2 separate regions of the Mus musculus genome follow, and region 2 is linked to region 1. A link is a contact called in public HiChIP or PLAC-seq data. All regions are on one chromosome and are shown on one strand. The core of a region is the stretch at or near the end of the contact, and the rest is flanking DNA. Distances in the headings are between cores, read along the strand shown. Region 1 holds the start of Tysnd1 (trypsin domain containing 1). Region 2 holds the start of Macroh2a2 (macroH2A.2 histone).

Region 1 (7,075 bases), core at 2,785-5,284:
CCGGGCTGCCATCCACACGCACCACGGCCGACAGGATGCCTGAGGTCACCGAGGGCCCGCAGGCCTGGCCAAAGACACCAAAGCCCACCACGCTGACAGGCTCGCCTGCCAGAGAGGGGAGAAAAGAAGCTGCGTGCATCCTCTATGCCCACTCACGTCCTCTCCTCTGGATCCTGCTCATCCCCTTCCAAGACCCTAGGCATCCTCCCTCGGATCCCTGCAGGGAGATTAAGAATTCATCCTGTTCCCAGTTGCATGTATCCAACCAGTGCTCTGGGGCATCAGCATCGGGCAGGCCCTCAGCCCTCACTCCTTTACTGAGTGGGGTAGTCACTTTTCAGGCTGTGGTCACCTAGCTCATGCCTGTAGTCACTATCCATCTCTCTGGGACCAAATCTCTTGGTGAAGACATGGTGATGTGGCCACACCCAGCGCTGGCTCCATTCTCCAAGTGCTGAGAAGGAACACGGCACATCTCACCCAGTCCTCACTGCACCCGAAGGCGCACCAGCCCCATTTGACAAAAGGGCAAACTGAGATGGTGTGTGTATGTGTGTGTTAAGAATGTACGGCAGAGGACAGATGCTAATCTAGAGGACCTCTCTCTCTTTTGTCACCATATGAAATAGAATCTTTGGGGCTGGAGACTGCTGGGGCAGTCAGTGGTGTGCTTGCCTAGCGTGCACAAACCCTGGGTATCCCATGAAATGAGTGTGATAGCACATGTGTGACCCCAGAAGAAGAGGCAGGAGAATCAGAAGTTTATGGTTAGCCTTGGCCGTCTGGGGTGTTTACCGCCCACTTGGGCTATTTATGATGATGCTGTCTCAAAACATAAAAAAATCTAAGACATGCCACCCAAATTATGGCACTGGAGTTCCCAAGGCCCAGGACCCCATATCACCCTGCTTCAGGCCCTCAATAAGGTATCCACTTGGCTCAGCACTTGAGGTGTCAACGTCTGATATACAGGGAAGTCTAAGAAGCCCCAAACCCTACCTAAGCTCCCAACTCTCTTGCTTGGCAGGCTTTGCCCATTTCTGCCTGCTGGCTATCAGGTCTCTCTCTCACACACACACACACACACACCACCATCACTTCAGTCCCTTTGTCCTCTACCTTCATGGAAGTGCCCAGCAGGGACAGGCGTGGGAACACCATTCAGCTCCTCTTCCAGGCTCACCACTGCTATGTCATATGGAGAGGTCTCCTGAGTGGCAAACACCACTTGTCCCCAGATTGCCACATTCCTGGGGACACAGGAAACAATTGACAAGCTAGCCTTCTGTTGTCTTAGCACTGGGAAGAGAGCAATACGAGAGACAAGTCTTGGAATGGGCTGGCTATGGTGGCTCATATCTTTGATCCTAACACTTGGGAGGCAGAGGCAGGCAGACCTCTGTGAGCTCTGGGCATATTGAGAGTGTCTTATTTTGAGAGGGAGGGAGGGAGGGAGGGAGAAAGGGAGAGAGAGGGAGAGAGAATGAATGAGTGTGCTATGGACTGAAGTCAGAATACAGGTACAGGTATCAACCTTGAAATCTACACTTAACCAGATGTGCTTTCCCAACACATCACACATCTATACAAAGCTGTGTATGCCTGACCATAACCAGGTGAGTGCTGTGACCAGGCCTTGCTGATGCTTGGACAGTCTCAATTCTTCCCCTTAAACTACAACCAAGGCCCTGGGAGTATCCCCTTTAGATGGTGCAGCTGAGGCTCAGAGAGGCCAAGCAACCTTCCTAAAGGTCACAGAGCAAACAGTGAGGAGCCAGGCCAAGCCTAACACAACTCTGGACTCCTGGGCAGGCACGAGGGGAAGAGGCTTCTTTTTGGAGACAGGGTCCCTCTCCATAGCCCTAGCTGTCCAGGAACTCACTATGTGGACCAGACACGGGGGCACCCGACTACCTACTCTGCAGGGGAGCTGCCTCCAGAAAAACCTAGTGATGTCCTTAAGATCAGCCATCGAAGGGAGAGGGAGAAGTTGGGGGCACACCATAGGCAATCCTCCTTGTCTCTAGGAAACTATAGATGTTCAGTTGCCTGCCCATGGGGGCCCTGGCAGAGCTGAGCTTCACTGGCATACAGGGCTAACCTCAGAAGTTCAGAAAGGCCTGGGCTGACAGGCAAGGGACAAGCTTAAATAAAGCCAAGGTCCTAAGTTAAGTATCTGGGGCTACAGAGGACACAGAACCATAGACAACCATGCCAGAAAGCCAGGGCCACTGGCCTACTGCCAGGGCAAAAAAAGGAGAGCAAAGGTGTCTCTCCACAGAGGAAGTAAGTTGACTGTCTAAAGTTCCTTTCCTACCTACACTCTGGGGTCACTCACATCCATCCGCATGGGTCCAAGCCCTATGCTCTCATTAGGACAACCTTGCTTCATCTTCAGGTGGCAAGGCAGTCCTGGTGAGGCTCTAAGGGAGCCCTCACTAGGTATGCCACATCAATCATTACCTCAGGGCTTTCGTTTATCACTTACAGGGTTGAAGTTCTTAGGGTCAGCCTTCTATGGTCAAAGGGCTTTCACAGGGCCTAAACTGCAAAGCCAAGAGACAGAAAAGCTGCCCAAAGAGTTTCATGCTAGCTAAAGGGCTCAAAGTCACCCAGTCCTACCTGCTGCTGCCCATAGTCCCACGGGTCCCCGCGCTAAGAGTCGCTTGTGCCTGGCAGTTTGCTCAAGCTTCGCTGGGCCCTATCAAGAGGCCCAGATCCCCTCACTGGAGTCCTGGTTGTCAAATATGAACTGAGGTCTCTAACACTGGGGGCCTGGTGAGGGCGGGCAGTCCTGAGTCTTACTTGGGTGTAGCGGAGTGTACCAACACCCTGGCTGCTTCCCGGGGTGCCACATGGCGACAGGTGACCACCAGGCGAGGCGCCACGACCACTCCGGAGCCCCACACGGTACCACACTCCACCAGCACCGCCGCGGCCGCCCACGGGGGTCCGAGATCGCGCAGAGGCAGGCCCCGTGGCGTGCTCACATCGGGTGGCGGCAGCAGCACAGACAGGGAAGCGGAGCCGGGGTGCAGACGGGCGAGCGCCCAGCGGGCAACCTGAAGCAGCGGGGCGGCGGCGCACAGCAGCGTGAGGCCCACCCACTCGCGGGCCTTCCAGCAGAGCGGCGCGGCCACCAGAGCCACCAGCGCACCCGCAGGTCGAGCGGCGAACACTCCGCCGCCTTCCGTGCCCGGCAGGCAGCGCGCGTCGGTGAGCAGCAGCGGCCCGGCCGCGTTGCTGAGCACGCCGCGGCTCAGCGTGTTGAGGAAGATGTCCGGGCAGAAGGCACCGAACGGAGAGCCACAAGCCAACAGCGGTGCGCCCTTGACCACGGCCCCGAGCGGTGCCACGGTCACCACCGGTCCGCGCCTCTCCTCCGCCGCCGCGCCCCGCTGCACCCGCAGCAGGGCGAACCAGCCGAGCGCGCGCAGCTGGTCCTCCTCTTCCTCCTCCGAAACCGCATCGTCGGGCGCCGAGCTTACGAAGTGCCATTGATCGACCGCATCGGCCCCGAAGAGCCGAGCGAAATGCGAGCGGAAGGCCGGGCAGCTGAGCAGCAACAGCAGCTGCGCTGGTCGCGGGGGCTGCAGAGGCCGCGCGCGGGCCCGGCTCGGGGCGCCGGGTTCGAGGCCCAGGCTTGCGCACTGAGGCGTGCACAGCCCCGGGAGTTCCTGATCCGCGCGACCGGCAGGGCTGGCAGCCGTGGGTCCCCACTGCACGTGGAGACGTAGGTCATCGCTGCAACTGTCGCCCGGCAGGAAGGCGGTGCCCGTCTGGGTCAGCGCCGCGCTGCCCGTCCGCAGGAAGGGGGTAAAGATGCCTCCGTGGCACAGCACTAGGCCTGGGTTACGGCTCAGAATCACCCCGCTGCAGCTCCACGAGCCCGCGTCAGGCTGTCCGGCCCGCGAGGCGCTCACCACGCAGCCCGCCTGCTCCGCCACTCTCATAGAGGGTCCCCATTGCCGCCCCATGGCTTCCCCAAGACGTCGCACAACGGCTGTCACCACAGGGCGACTGGCGCAAACTCTGACTCAGGCCTCCTTGCCGAGCCCGATTGGCTAAACCTCAAGCGACCGCTCTTATTGGTTGGGCACAGCGCCGAGTCCTGATTGGCTATTGATGCTACTCCTCGTTTGCTAATCCTCCTTTCCCCGCCCTCTTAATTTAGCCAGCCTAGGAATCCTTGGGTTTGGGGTGGCGGGGTGGAGGGGCGGGGGAAGAGGTGAAAAGAAACCTCCTGAGACACAGACGTGAAGCGTCACAGGGAAACCGACAAGGGCGACACTCCCCAGTCGAATCTCGTACTTGACCGGCATCTAACTGTACCCTACAGCCACTGCACGGATGTAAGCAACCTCCGTCTCTTGACAGTGGAACAATATGGGCCAAGGGAACCCTTGGTTGATTCAGTACGTACATTCATACATACATGTGTTTATTCTGGATTTTCGAGATAGGGTTTCTCTGCTTGGTGCAGGAACTCGAGCTGCAGACTAGGATGGCCTCGAACTCGGGATCTACCAGTTTCTACCTCCCAAGCCACCAAACCCCGATCTACTTAAAAAATTTTGTAAATCCTACAACAATCCACTAGGGGGCATGCGACTCACAAAATTGCTCCTAGGACAGTTACTAAAATTCCTAAATACATAAATTGTTTTGAAAGTGGCACAGGGTGCCACTTTTTGGCCCACACTGGCATCGAACTTCGGCAGTTCTTCTGCCTACATCCTCCCTAGAGTCCAGGGATTACAGTTTTACTTTACCCATGGGTTATTTAACCATGTATTATACAACCTTTCACACGACATGTCTAACCACCACTCCGGATTTATGTTAGGTCAGGGCAAATACTTTGAAAGTACAGACTGAACTAGTTCAGGTTTTGTGGGCTATAAAATCATCACTTCCAAATATTCAGCATATAACCCAGTCTCGTAATTCGAATTTCATAACAGCTCATCTCCTCCACCATTTACAAGTGTAAAAATCAAGACTGGAGAGGAGGGCTCAGCACTTAAGAGCTCTAAGCACTTACAGCTCTAAGCATGGACCTTAGTTTGGTTCCCAGCACCCACATGGTACCTTACAGTTGCTTGTAATTATAATTCCAGGATATTCAATACTCTCGTCTGGCATCTGCTGTCCCCTGAACTCATGACTCAGGCAGGCAAACACGTACACATAAAATATAGTATTAAAAAGTTCCTCACTTTCCAAGGACAGGTGGGCATGAACAGGTATGTTTGGAGAGACTTCATGAATCTCTCTAAAGTATATTAATGGTTTTTGGTTTGGTTTGGCTTGGTTTTTCGAGACAGGGTTTCTCTGTGTAGCCCTGGCAGTCCTGGAAATCACTCTAGACCAGGCTGGCTCAGAAATCGGCCTGCCTCTGCCTCTAGAGTGCTGGGATTAGAGGATGTATTAATGTTCAGTGAGACTTCTGGGAATGGAGTTAACACTGCTGCTGCTTTCCCAGCCTCACACCTAATGCTTCCAGTGCTCCTGTGTCACAAACCTACCTAATAAGGGCAAACAGCGGTTGAGGCAGACAGAACTGGAATGAAGCGCATTCTCAGAGCAGGCAGTCCTGGGTTTGCAGACACAGATGACAAGATCTACTTTCCCCAACTTCCTAGCAATTAAGACTCTCTAGAATCCATTAATTCCCCCTTGATGCCCTTCAAGTCTCCAGCGCCCTCTGTTCCTGATTAAGGTGGTTTAGGGCTGATCACAGTACAGACGGCCCAAGTCAGCCAGCAGCACCTTGTGTTAAGGCCCTCAGAACTCTGACTCTCAGGTCTCTCTCTGTCCCTGGCAAATATACCCTTTGCCCACAGAACCAGTCTCCTTCCCCTGTAAAGGTGATCTCAGGACACATCCAGCATGTTTTGTTTCGGATTTTGTTCTGTCTTCTGGTGCTTTCTATAAGCAACTGTAATGTAAATGTGGAATCAGACTTCTGTTTCGCCAAGTGTGGCTCTGAACGTGTAGCTAGTACGTGCAAGCACAGTCCTTAGCACTGTTGCAAAGATGACCAACAACCTTGGGCCACTTCATGATCAAACAGTACTGCATTTGCTACTAGTGCTCAGCCTTTTTTACTTGGTCTTTTATCCTGGTAGCAATTCAAGACTCACATTCTCTTTAAATGTCCTTCCCTATAAGTAAGAATTCTTGTTTTCCTTCCCAACAACGCATGCTTACTCAGAATAAATCAATTTTAAAAAAGGAGAGAGGCAAGTTCATTTTAGCTTTTTATTAAAATGCTTAGGATACAGACTGACCTTTTGTAAATGACAGTTTTACTTTTGCTGAAACAGGACACATGTGCACTCTGATAAACAGAATGAAGAGTCTCAGTTCATTGGAGCCCCTGGCCATGGCCCTGGCAGAGTTGCACTTGCTGCAGCAACCTCTTTTGGCCACCTTACTTAAGACGGTGTTCTGTGCAGCATGAAGCAGACTGGTGCCACTGTTCAGCCATCTTTCTCCGGTGGCCAGAATAAACCACTTTCACAAAGAGCCACCCTGGGCAGAGTCCAGTCTTCTAGGTTGCTACCGAGCAATTAGGGACAAACGAGAAAGACAGATGAAGAACCCAACGCTGAGGCCCTCACACCTGTCATGTGCCTGGACAGACATGTGGACAGTCTTTAGCCAAAGGCAATGAAGGGCACAACAGTCACCTACCTAGCTCACTCAGGGCTTTAACAGTAGGCCCTTCCACACTGACAGTTCTCATCCCAGCTGTACGTGGGTGAACGCAGTGCATGCAGTTTGCAGACAGACACCTCACCAAGCCTCTGCATTGGAAACCCGGCAGTGTAACAAAACACTGTCCCATAGGCTCAGTGCTCAAAACTAAAATGTGGTAAGTCACTCTCCAGGAGTGTGCTTCTAGCTTCCCTACCCTCTTGCTGGACACGAGCCTGTCAGAATACAGCAGCAGCAACAGCAGAATCTCCACTTAAGAACCTACTCTCACCTTGCATTAAAGGAAATCAGAATCAAGATACCCTCCCATCTGCAGACCATCTCCTCTCATGCACTCAAGGGTAAAATATAA
Region 2 (7,074 bases), core at 1,915-4,414, 88 kb before region 1:
CCCTAGAGCTCTCTGCCCAACTAACTTGTAGGCAGCACAACAGGTCAGAGAAGTACCTCTGCAAGACCGTTGGGCTCTAACCTTGGAGTGAGGCCTTGCTCAATCTTGAAAGTGTCAACTTTCCCAGACATGTCGGGTTTGTTTACTCGTGAGTCTGCTGATGAGCCCCCTCCCCAGCATCCCCTGCTCGGCCTTTGAAAAGAATGTTTCCCTTGGCAGGAAACTGCTCTAAACAATAAGAGTAGATACCTCTCAGTGGTGGATTTCTGGTTCTGTGTTGAAAGCGCCTAATAACATGAGCAGTTGAACTCCATCTGCACATTGGAAGTTGTACATCTGTCCCCTATATTTCCTGAAATATTTGGAGCTGATAAAGACTGTATTGGCTGGCTATCTCCTCATGAAAGCTTTGCCTGTGGTTTGCTGGGTGGCCTCAGCTGGGCCATTGCATCTATTCATGTTTTGATTTATGAAGTTTTGATTCTGCTGCTAAACACAGTGCATTATGGAGTTGATGACCACACACACACACACACACACACACACACACACACACAGACTCTCACACTCCGAGTGACTGTATCATTTAGAGTTGGTCCCTAACTTTCCATTTCTCAGCTTTACTGTGGCCTGAGAGAAATACATTCAGTAGAAGTCATTCCTGGAGTTTTGAATCTCCATTTCTGTACCAGTGATGTGTGGCGGTGCACATCTTTGGGATGCTGGGAGGAGTGAGGAGCCATTACTCCCAACCAGCCAGGTGAGCCGGGCACGAAAGGTTACCACTATGCCACCGTGCAGTGTGCTCAGCCTTAAGGTCTTACTTGGCTTACACTGGGTTCACAGGGATGTAACCCCATCTTAAGTGGGGTTCTATATTTGCAGAAACTGCCAGAATGAAACAGGAGGTTCTTGAGTAGCCCTTCTCAGCTGCGTCCTTTCTCTGGATAGTACATAATCAAATACTAGTTGAGACAAGTTGCAGAGTAGCCACACACATCCAGCCGGTGACCCCTGAATTTGGGAACAGAAGGATCAAGAGTTCAAGGTCCTCCTCCCTGCCTATGTAGCAAGTACAAGGCTGGCCTGAGCTACATGAGACTATGTCAAAAGAAAGGAAAGAAGAGAAAAAGGAAGTTGGGCATGGTGACACAAGTTTTGATCCCAGTTGGGCAGAGGAAGGCAGATCTCTGTGGCTTTTGAGGCCACCCTGGTCTACATGTCAATCTCTAAGCCAGCCAGGGCTACATGGTCCTTGTCTCCAATATAAAGGGTAGAAAGGAAGAAGAAAGAATGAAATGAAATAAAAATTAATCACATTAAAATGGCTCTTTTTTTTTTTTTTTTTTTTTTTTTGAAACAGGGTCTCCAGACTGGCTTTGAATTCACTTGCCTCTACCTCCCAAGTGCTAGGATTAAAGGCATGTGCCACCATGCCTAGCCACATATATCACTTTTAATAGAAATTATAGAGAATGTGACTATTATGTGCCAATGAATAATTCACTACATTTCTGTGAAGTTGGCTGATTGGGGCCAGGGAGCAATGGTCAAGTTCTCCTACAAGGTGCTAGAACTATCCTGAATGCTGGCCTGAAGTTTTTTTTTTGTTTTTTGATTTTTTTTTTGTTTGTTTGTTTTTTACTTTTACTAAGAAAGATGGGCACTCCCTCTAGGAATGTGCAGAAATGCCACCAAGAGACATCTCAGGCGGCCATTTGAAATCCTTTAAACACACATCTCTGCAAAGAGGTGGGCTTCTGGCCTGGCAAAGACTTCCAAAACAATAGACAGGAGGGTCATCCCCAGAGAGCATCAAGGGCTTCTGCAGGAGCCTCAGGGCTGGCTGTCCTCTCTCTCATACTGTGGGGTCCCCATTATGGGAGATACGTTTACAGCAGAATGAACCATGCATGGTTTGCAGGGAGAGCAAAAGACATGGCTGGTTCTCAGCAAAACACTCAAGCTTAAAATACACATTCTCAATGGAAAGCACTGGTCTATAAATGCCAGCGGCCCGCCTGATAAAATGGCGAGGGTGGTTGAGTAGCTAACTTCTCTCCACCCAGGCAATCACAGGTCTTCGGTGACCCCCAAAGTCCCCCACTGTGTACATAGATACAAGTACAGTTAGTTTGTGGCAGCGAGCACACATACAAAAGGTCACGGGTTTGGGCAAAGTCCATTCGCTCAATGCTAAAGATCTCGGCTTCACATTTTTTATTTTTTATTTTTTATTTTTTTTTTGCAGAAATCAAAAGGTTTCCTCCCAGAGTCCTCTGATTCATGCAGGAAAAAATCTGAGGCACCATGGACCGTCCATTCAACTGAATGCTTACGGTGACTGGCCCTAGAGCCATGTGCCCTTGACAGGGTTCACAGTACAAAAGACAACGTGGTTTTTCATCAGGGACCAAACAACTACACGCGCCCAGTGTCACCTGATACTGTCCACTGCACCGCCATCACAATGAATTTTCCAGAAACTAATACAAAAAATTGCTTCTTTAGACACTCTCTTTGTGCTTAACCTCAATAACCGTCGGGAGATGGCAAATTAACGCAATCCAATTTTTAAATGATGCCGGGGCACATGGTCTTCATCCACCAGGAAGCACATCTGGATCTCCATCACTACTAGCGAATCACCAGAATAAATTCTCGGTTCCTTCGGCGCCGTGCGCGACACAGTAACGTGTTTGGTAATTTCAGATCAGGGCTGCATCCAACGTGGCTTGCTTTTTTTTTTTTTCGTTCACCTTCTCATCCCGTAATGGGCAGATGAACGCCCACACCTCTTTCGCCCAGCAAAGGTGGGTCGAGCTATCTGGAGCCTGTGGCTGGTGACCACAAGGCCTCCGTGCCGGGCTCTAGGGAAGCGGTGTCCTCGCAGCCGACAGCTCCGCGAACTGGCCCTGTGGTTCCACTGCAGAAGGACAATAGCTCATCAAGCCCCACGAAAGCCCCCGGACCCGTCGCGGAGCCTGGGCTGGCGGGGGATGAGGCTGAGCGACTCCTCCTAGAGGTGGTTATGTGGAGAAGGAGCAATCCCTTCTCCCTCCTCCTCCTCCCCCCGCTACTATCCGCGGCCCGGAGAACTGCCGCTTGCCGCCATTGACACGCACAGATACAACCCCAAGAAAGGCAGGGTCCTGCCCAGCACCGGCGGCACGCGGGCCGAACCTGCGGCCGGGATTGGCGCGCACTAGGCCACCGGGCGCCCGGAGCCCGCGGTGCAGCACCAGGTGAGCCCGCCATGCCCATGGCATCATTGTTTCGGGGGGCGCCGGGGGTCTGGAAACAAAACCCTCTTGTCCGGGCAGTGCAGGGGCCGAAGGGAGCCACGGCGCCTCCCCGCTGCAGCCCTGAGGGCGCACCCCGGTCACCGACCCACCTCTGCCACAGAAATTAATAAATCGATCTGCCCAACTTGCTTCCTCGGGAGATAAAAGGGGGGTTTGCCGAAGACGCCGCGCGATGCCCGCCGCTGGCGAGGGGCCGGGGCACCCTGGGCCAAGCAGGGAGGATGCCGAAATGCGGGGTCCCGCGGCCAGGCTGGCGGTGCCGGGAGCCCTGGATGCGGAGCTCGGGGAGCGGGGGAGGGAGGAGGGAGGCGCCCGGGCGCCGAGGGAACCGGGAGGGGGACGCTGGCTCGCAAGGGCCGAGGGCGCGCGACCAGGGCCTCCGGGGTGCCGAGCTGGGCGCGGGGCTGACAATGGAGGAGGACGCAGAGACGCCGGGGCGGCGCGGGCGCGGAGCCGGGATGCTGCGGGAGCCGCGGGCGGAGGAGGACTTGAGGCCGAGCACTCCCCTCGGGTTCCCTTTCCGGGGCGATCGGTGCTTCCACCGGCAAATGGCGGCCCCTGAGCGGCTCGCCCTACCGGTCCCAGCTGCTTAATTTGCGCGGGAAAATAACAAAAATAATAGTAACAATATCAAGAAGAGGGGGATCAAAGTCAAGTCAGGGAAAGGCGGCAGCCGCTGCCGCGGGTAGAAATCAGCCCTGCCTCCCCGGTTGCCAGAGCGCCATCCAGGTGCACCGCTTTCCAGCCCCGCTAGCCTAGGATGGCTCCCCAGAGTGGCTTTCCACGCCTTTCCTCATGGGGGCGCCCTTAGCTCCTGCCCTCTTTGTTCCTCTCAACAATGGCCAAAGGGGCATCGAACCCCACCCCCGCCACCAAACGCCAATTGAACCTCCTTCTTCACGAGTTCAGCATTACTGATGGTGCCTGGGCTTCAAATGAGCCACGGGTGGGCCTGATTTAGGCCTGGCCATTACTGCAGCGTTTGGGCCGTGGTTCTCTTGGGATGAGGAAAGTGGGAAAGGGGCCAGTGAAAAAAACCAAAGAGTGGACGCACTCATTGGGAACTGGGCTCAGGTTGCCCAGACTGGAGCAACTGAAGCAGTTCTCCAGGTGAGCTGGCTTCAGGGGAAATCACAGCAAGAAGCCATACACCCCAGGAGGCCCCAGGCGCGATCAATCCTATGGAGAACAGCAGCCCTGGTTCAGCGTCTGTTTATGTTGAAATAAAACTGTTCAGTGGGGGGTTGGGGGGGAGAGAAAACCTTATTCAGAGTAAAATGTCTTTGCTTTTAACGTCTCAAAACAAATTAAACTGTGCCTAGTCCCCAGCCCGCTCCTTCTGCCAGAGTGAAAGCGGTTCCTTTCACCACAGAGAGAACTCTCACAAGTAAATGCTCAGAACTCCAGGACCCGTAGACGGTGCCTTGGAGTTTTCAGAAATATTGAAATGCAGGAACTCAAATATTGGAATCCCGCTGTAGGAAATTGTATCTTAATAAAATAACTCATAGCAGCAAGATCTCTTTCCTTGCATCCAAATTCCCTCTTAAAATACTGTCTTCCTGTCCTCCAGTTTGTCCTACCCTCTCTGGATCCGCTCTTCTTAGCCTTTAGATATGATTCACAGTTTCTGCTATTTCAGAACTCCATGAAAAGAACTTACCTCTGGATCCAGAAAGATTCTGACCCTATCCATATTCCTCTGCCTTGACGACAGGGCTTGTGGGATGCCTATGGCCTGCTGTGCCACAGCGAGCCCCGGACCCCCTGCTGGCTACCACCTGAGACAACCAAACCCTGTTTTCTCTACCTCCTGCTAGGGAAGCTGGAGGTGAATTCAGTGGCAGACAGTTTTAAATGGAAGAGATCAACACCCACAGAGAGGCCCGTGCAAAAATTGAATTCTCATAAGACTGTTTTGTTGTTGTTGTTTTTGTTTGTTTGGTTTTTTTTTTTTTTGTAAGAAATGGCCTTAAAGTTAGTTGCCGGCTTGATAAGTGCCTTTGAAAAGTGTGTGTTGTAGAGATGAGCAGAAAAGACATATGATCTGCTAGGGGTCAGCCAGGCAGCGTTCACTGAGCAGGAAGTCTTTTTTTTTTTTTTTTTTTTTTTTTTGGTTTGGTGTTTTTTTTTTTTTTTTTTTTTTTTTTCGAGACAGGGTTTCTCTGTGTAGCTCTGGCTGTCCTGGAACTCACTTTGTAGACCAGGCTGGCCTCGAACTCAGAAATCCATCTGCCTCTGCCTCCCAAGTCCTGGGATTAAAGGTGTGTGCCACCACTGCCCAGCAAGCAGGAACTCTTAAACAGATCCAGGCAGAGAGAGCAACATGGATTTGAGGAAATCGGGGCTCTACTCTCTGTGAGCACCCCACTTCCAGCCTGGGAGATGCTAAAATAAAAATGTAGCCAACACAGGAAAAAAATTTTATCACTTACTTGTGCTCCTGGGAAATTGGGTACCTTCTATTGCCTAGGGGTATGTGCCTGTGGACAAAGACTGTGTGCGTGGCAGTTAGGCACTGGTTTTTACGTGTGTGTGTGTGTGTGTGTGTGTGTGTGTGTGTGTGTGTGTGTGTATCTGTGTTAAGTCTACATGTGCCATAGCGCCCATAGAGAGGTCAGAGGACAACCCCAGGGATCAGGCCAGGCTGGTTTTGTCCTTCCGGCAGTTCTGCCCTTGGGCTTCTGACAGTTCTGACTGTGGCTGAAATTTCTCTGAAGGGCTACTGGAATTGCACATACTCTATGCATCGGGCTTTGACGTGAGTTCAAGGATTTGAATTCAGGCCCTCATGCTTGGGTGGCAAGAGTTTTGGCCCAAGGAGACATCTCCCTAGCCCTGAGTTTGGCACCGCTAAGCATATAATAGTCACATGCTATAAAGTGGCAATTAGAATTTTTTTTCTGATACTGTTGTATTTACTTACTGTGTGTGTAGTGTGAGGCTGGGGGTCAGAGGGCAGCTTGCTGTCCTTTCCTGTGTTGGTCCTGGAGATCAAATTCAGATTATGAGGCTTGACAGCAAGCACCTTTCTCTCTAAGCTGTCTATCTCCCTAGCACTCCGTTTCTCAGTATACATCCTACTGAAGCAGACAGTGAGCTCCCTGCGTGCAAACATTCATGGCAGAGTTTTGGTGGTTTCAACAAGGAAAACCCAGTAACAGCCACTAGTAAGGAATGCTCCATCATCCTTCACATACCTTTGTTCTGGAATATGAGACAGCCATGACGAAGAATAAGATTGGCGAGTGTATACAGAGAAAGATCACCAAGGCATGCTATCAATAAAGAAAGAGAGGGGCAAATTGCAGGCACACAAAAAAAGATGAACTGTAGATCTCTACAAATGAAAATACCATGTGAATGGGTGGAAAGTGTGAGGAGAGAGTCACAGTGTGAAGAACTTTGGATCCCAGCTACCATGGCTGCCGTGACCTTTGGCGTTGTACGCATCGGTCAATCTGTGGATTGCTTGACCAGGTACAAGCGTCGAGTTGCTCGGAAATGATACAGGATAACTGGGATGGAAATCCACAAAGTGTCGAACGTTTTAAAGGAAGGAGAGGATTTCACACTGGAAGGGAGGAGCGGGTCTAGGTGTGCTAGAGAAGGTGGGAGGACTAGGTGGGAGTGGCTGAGAAGATGAGGCAAGAGGTGCTCCCCCACCTCCTCCATCTCCAATAAGATTTTATGTGACATCCCAGCAAGGCTGAGTTCAGGCCTGGAATACCCCCTTCCCATTGAAGGATGAACTAAAAGGACGCTCCAA

What was found. HiChIP or PLAC-seq counts read pairs in DNA pulled down with a chosen protein or histone mark.
Region 2: an H3K4me3 HiChIP or PLAC-seq map of embryonic stem cells shows a contact between it and region 1, with 33 read pairs. The contact joins the promoter of Macroh2a2 here to the promoter of Tysnd1 in region 1. A contact is called at or near these places in 2 of 39 promoter capture datasets (the 3T3-L1 cell line and hippocampal neurons), 1 of 15 datasets of contacts at CTCF or cohesin (the NIH/3T3 cell line), 11 of 484 Hi-C or Micro-C datasets (the HL-1 cell line, Sertoli cells, brown adipocytes and 6 more), 3 of 115 datasets of contacts at active chromatin or transcription factors (all in embryonic stem cells) and 2 of 9 other capture datasets (adipose tissue and pancreatic islet).

The regions. Positions count from the first base shown.
Region 1 is chr10:61,692,473-61,699,547 of GRCm38.p6, reverse strand. It overlaps Tysnd1 (trypsin domain containing 1), which reads right to left and starts at 4,034. Exons shown (of 4, transcript NM_027912.1): 1 at 2,806-4,034; 2 at 1,120-1,250; 3 at 1-105. The coding sequence starts at 3,977. Sar1a (secretion associated Ras related GTPase 1A) reads right to left here. Exons shown (of 7, transcript NM_009120.3): 7 at 6,251-7,075.
Region 2 is chr10:61,779,954-61,787,027 of GRCm38.p6, reverse strand. Macroh2a2 (macroH2A.2 histone) reads left to right here and starts at 3,164. Exons shown (of 9, transcript NM_207000.2): 1 at 3,164-3,245. Gm2137 (basic proline-rich protein) reads right to left here and starts at 5,001. Exons shown (of 3, transcript XM_006514419.2): 1 at 4,969-5,001; 2 at 3,395-3,877; 3 at 2,206-2,926. The coding sequence starts at 5,001. The coding sequence ends at 2,756.